Regions from separate parts of the Macaca mulatta genome. Here region 2 is linked to region 1. Evidence: chromatin contacts called from public Hi-C data. All regions are on one chromosome and are shown on one strand. The core of a region is the stretch at or near the end of the contact, and the rest is flanking DNA. Distances in the headings are between cores, read along the strand shown.

What was found. A called contact is a pair of places that touch in the nucleus more often than the background predicts.
Region 2: a Hi-C map of blood shows a contact between it and region 1, with 2.9 times the contacts expected there. The contact joins the enhancer-like site here to the promoter of TRIB2 in region 1. A contact is called at or near these places in 3 of 14 Hi-C or Micro-C datasets (CD4 T cells, blood and liver).

What each region holds. Positions count from the first base shown.
Region 1 is chr13:112,130,386-112,133,085 of T2T-MMU8v2.0, forward strand. TRIB2 (tribbles pseudokinase 2) reads right to left here and starts at 1,373. Exons shown (of 4, transcript XM_015111742.3): 1 at 231-1,373; 2 at 1-38.
Region 2 is chr13:112,422,074-112,424,773 of T2T-MMU8v2.0, forward strand. No RefSeq gene overlaps it. Among named protein-coding and RNA genes, the nearest start is that of TRIB2, 290 kb to the left of the region's middle. Within about 2 kb of position 1,273, at least 3 of the 40 cell types and tissues checked have an H3K27ac peak or open chromatin away from gene starts, as enhancers often do. A contact at or near this core is called in blood, where this site is marked.

The DNA of each region.
Region 1 (2,700 bases), core at 123-2,622:
GCGATCTCCCATATCTCGCTATTGTGATGGGGGTAGACCTGTGTATGTTCATGAGTGTGAGGATCGCACACGACAAACAAAAAAAACCCGCCGGAGAGATGAGTCGCTGGCGAGTGCGGCTGCAGGCGCCTCGGTGCCACTGATTTTAAAAGGGAGCGAGAGGGGAGGGGACAGGAGAGGGACTGCGTGGAGAAAGAGTTAGAAGCCCCCAAATGGGCGCCGCCGGATACCTTGTCTGCTCCGAGCCCGGCTCCCGGGGGTCCTTGGTCGGCAGGCAACTCGGGTCCTTTTGTTACCCCAAAGCAGTCGGCGATGTGCAGAATCGCCGCACTTTTAGTTACTCTGTGTGTGTGTCCCCAGCGTGGATCTGGATGAGTACCCGGGCTGCTAGGGTGCTGAGCTGCAGCGCCAGGGCTCCCGACGCGACCCCCAGGCCGGCTTCCGAATCGCAGACGGGGCGGAGGAGCCCGCGGTAGTTTGTGCAGTCTTCGGGGCGCTCACGGCGGCGGCTCAGTCCCAACGCGTTAGAAGTCAAACAAAAAGAGAAAGGAAACAAGCACGGGTCTACCGGCTGGCGACGCACGGCAGCCAGAATCCGCGCTGCACCCCCTTTTTTTGGTGGAAAGGGTGGGGGGCGTGGAAGGGGGGGGTGCGAGAGAGGGCAGTTACCTACGTTTTAACTGTAGATGGCGTCTGAGGCTTTTCCAAGATCGCGAGCTCTCCAAAAATTAAACAAACAAACAAAAAAAAGAAAAATAGCAAGGGAGCATTTAACTTGGAGCGGTCAGCGCTGCCAACAAAAGATTGCAAAAGCCGGGCACAGAGTTGCGGCGCGGGCTGGGCGCAGGTACCGCGACAAAGCCCTGGGCTCGGCCCGCCGCGCGGAGGTCAGCACAGGCTCATGCTGTCGCCGCTCGCTTGCGCCCTGGGTCTTCCTCCGAATGCAGCCAGACGTGCAAGAGAGAATAAGCACAGATCGGCGGTCTCCGATTTCGCCGGCACGAGCTTGCGGGGGTCCTGCGGGCGCTGCAATGGGAGCTGCGTCCCCGGCCCTTCCAACGCGCAGCGTTCCTTTGCCCCTCTCCCGCTGGAGAACTGGATCTCGTCTTGGAATAATTTGCAACCACTCCGTCTCCCACTACCCCGAGCCCAAATTGCCCGGTGGGGTTTGTTTTGAAGAAAATTGACGGCTTGTCTCCTCCTTCTTTGATTTCTTGCTTGCCCCCCCCCAGAGAAAAGAGGGGACCGTGTATTTAAAAATTAAAGGGGACGGCCGACGGTGCCCGAGGCCAATCCCCGCGCTCAGCACGCCCGCATCCCCCGGCGAGGCGGTATTAATAGTTACTTACGTGGCCGGGGATCTCGGAGCGAGCGGGGCCGTGTGTGCGCGTGTGCGCGCGCGCGCCTCGCTCGCGCTCGGTCTCCCCATTCAATGTCACCGACACATTTCCACGGAGCCTCCGCCCCCCCGCCGCCCCCGCGACTGGCTCAGCCCAGAGCCGGCCCCGCCCCGCCCCCGCCCGGGCCCCCCTCATTGCGCCGGGCGCCCATCAATCAGCCCCGCCGCTGCCAGTCCTCGGGCGGCTCCCCGCGCCGCTGCCATTGCAGCTCGGTGCCGGGGGCGCCAGCACCGGCCTCGCAGCTCCCTCACCCGGCCGGGGAGGTAAACAAAGTGAAATATCCTTCCGCGGCCCGGGGCCCCGGGCGCAGCACGCTGGGTCTCGGCTGCGCGCCCCGCAACAGCAGCGGCTCCGAAGCCGTCCCCCCACAATCTGCTCCCGCAGCGCCGACTCCGTAGCTCGTTCATACTCCTGGCGCTTTTCCCCAGAAAGCCAGGCACGCTCTGAGCATTCGGCCCCCAGGCTAAGATGTGGCCCTGAACGAGGAGCTTTGTTTTGGAGGAATGTGCTTGCATCGGTATTGCTGCCTGGAGTTTCGAGAATTCGTTTCATGGTATCTCTCCGACATCCTCCTCTCCATTTAAAAGGAAATCCATTGCTTCCTTTTAGTTGGTGCCACCGCTTGCCCCCGACCCCACACCTTGGGCTTGTATTTCTAATATTTTCAGCAGAAGAGGAACTGAAGGCATCTTTTGACTCAGGTCAAATCCAATCACGAATTCTTCCCTTCCCAAGGCATTGATTGCCTGGAGGGCCTTGGAGGCCAAGCTAGACAAAACCTTGCACCCACACCTCCAGGGAGCGCTGTTGGGTCCCATCCAGGGTGCTGGGCATCCTGAGTCCTCTTGTGTTAGCCAGGTGAAGGCTGCAGTTCCTCCTCCCCCACCTCGCCACCACCACCCCCCTTCGCCACCCCCCGAATTATTCTTAACTTCCTTGGGAGATTCCAGTCCGCGGGCTTGGACAGGAACACAGGAGGAAAGGGGCTTGAACTCAGGCAGAGGCTTCAAACGCCAGCCTTGATCTAAGATATCCTGGTGAATGAGAAGCAATCTAGTAGAGGACAAACTTAAAAAAAAAAAAAAAATCTCAAGGAACTGAGAAAGGGGAGTTGGAACGACTCCTAGAGCCCTCTGAGCTTTTGCATGCGTGTAGTATATTTTCCACTGGAGGAGGGGACTACATTATTTATTGCCCACTGTAGGACACTTTCAGTAAAAGAAGGGAGCTATTTATAATTATGTCCACTTGGGACAACAGTCACTCTAACGATCAGGAGTCCTGGGAATGTGGCCAGAGA
Region 2 (2,700 bases), core at 23-2,522, 290 kb after region 1:
AAGGATCATGCTTTCAGCCAACAAATATTTGCTGCACGTCTCCTTGATGCCAGACACTGGCTTAGACACCAAGGGCTGACATGAGCACATGGTCTCTGTTCTCATGGAGCTGACATCATAGCATCTTTTATGTGTAAACCCCGCGCTGGATCCCTGTGGTGCTGAGATGAATAAAACCCAGTCTCTGCTCCCTGGGAACTCTCAGTTAGTGAGGGAGACAGGCAGTTGAACCTACAACAATTACCCCACATTGTGATATGAAGAACGAGGCCCTGCACGTACAAAGATGGAGGGAATGCATCTATGGGGGAGGGGCAGGAGGGAGGGCAGAACCTCTGCAGAACAAATCCTTAGTTTTAACATCATTATTTTGACAGATGTTGGTTCTAGTCCAAAGTATCTATACACAGACCATGCTGTGACTAATTAATGTCACTCTACCCAAGAGAGTCTGGCCTAGTTAGTCGCTTAAAGAGAACTTAGCATTGACAACTTACTGAGTTACCAGAGCAATGGAGATACAGATTCTCCCATCAGAAGACACAGGGAAGCAGCAGCATTGTCCAGTGGAAAATACTTTCGGTCAGGATCTAACTGCCTTAAACGCTGGTCTCAGTCCAGCCGCTGACCTGCTCCGGGAAGTGTCCAGGAGAATCATTACAGCTAATCCCCATAGCACCGTCCTCACAGTGGAGGTAATGGCATCCATAAGCCTCAAGATATCACCAGTGTTTTCTGTGGTCAGTCATGTCAGCAGATCAGGCTCTCCTCCAGGAAAGGTGCTTTATCTGCCTAGAACAGAACAGATTCTCTCTAACTGTGTGTTCAATTAATTAGCATAATCTTCACCCAGATCCCTGTCTGTAAATTTCTTTATTATTATTATTGCTGCTGTTGTCATACGATGTATGTTCTCAGCACAATCTGGGTTTTCATTAACCCAGTACAGTGGTTCCACACTCTGCCAATTGCCAACTCAGAGGACGTTCTAAGCCACATGGCTATTAACTCATGTCTCTTTCATTGTGTATTTTTCTGGCTAAGTTTTTGGACCTAAAAACAGTTTTGCTCTAACATTTGTTTTGAAACTCTGCATTTCTTTCAGCGTAATCAGTATATTAGGAAACAGTTTGAGCACAATGTAAACATATCTTTGCAATGCATTATTTCATCTGCTAGAAATGGCATACGGCTGACCCGGGGTTCCTAGGAATATGCAAAACACACACACCTCCATGCATCTACCCGCTACCGCAGATCACTGCATGTGTTATGAGCCACACCCATTCACATCTGGTTTTAGAACTTTCTCTTTGATTTCTGATCAACCCCAGTCCCCACTTCACAGGGACTCCCAAGCTGCCCCCTGCTGGCACCCACTTCCACAAGCAAACTCCAGTCTGCAAGGAAAATGCCATGTTTATTCTGGTATTTAAGTACATCTTAACCGTTTAACACGTGCACAATTCCACTACTGTTTTTATTAGATACCTTTCTTTGTGATTGTGTGTCATTGGTCAAGTTTTTAGTGTTATAACCCCATTTTTTCCCTGAGTCTGGTGTTTTTTCTGGCATACTTTCCCACAGTGCTGTAATTTATAGGAACACATATGTTGTGTTAGAGCAGACCTTACGTAGAGGACTTTGTGTTCTCCCCTCACTATTTTATCTTGCTGGACTTGCCATTGAGATTGATCATGCTATTTTTATAATGTTGGATCAAGTGTTCTGAGCAAGTGTGTTATTCTAATTTTACAGGTGAATTATCTGAGGCTTAAGGACAGTAAAGTCTAGCTTAACTCTTCATAAGTGAGTGGTACAATAAGAATGAGAATTACCTTGTGTTTCTTGATCCAGGGAAGCAGCATGTTGCTGTATAAAGAGGGTGGTCTTTGGACGGGACACATCTGGATTTGAATTTCGGCTTCACAAAATCTTTCGATGTGAGTGCCTTCATTAAACTGCCCAGATCTCCAAACCTTATTCTCCTCGAGTATAAACATCAGGAAGTTGACATTCACTTTTGAGACGTACTCTGGAAATTAAGCCACAAAATGTAAGGAAAATGTGAATCTAATGCCTTGGGCAAGGCAGACTTATTTGCTTTTTCCTCTTTCCTTTGTATAATAATACCAGATTGTATAATTCAGGGTTATCCAGAAAAACGGAACCAATAGAAGATACATAAGTATGTGTGTGTGTATATATGTGTGTATATATATGTGCGTGTGTGTATATGTGTGTGTATGTGTATATATGTATGTATACCCACATTTATTTTATATATATGTGTGTGTATATATATGTATATATACACACAGACATGTCATATTTATAATGGGAATTGGTTCACACAATTCTGAAGGCCAAGAAGTCCCACCATCTGCCATCTGCAAGCTGGAGAACCAAGAAAGCTGGTGATGTAATCTGGTTGAAATAAGAAGGCCGAGAACCAGAAGTGCCAATGTCTGAGGATGGGAAGAGATGAATGTCCCAACTCACACACAGTGAATTGACCCTTCTTCTGCCTTTTTCTTCTATTAAGGTCCTCAACACATTAGATGGTACCAACCTATGTTGGTAAGAGTGGGTCTTCTTCACTCAGTCCACTGATTCAAATGCTGACCTCTTTTGGAAATACCCTCATAGACACACCCAGCAATAATGTTTTACCTGCCCAGCTATCTGGGCAGTTCTTAG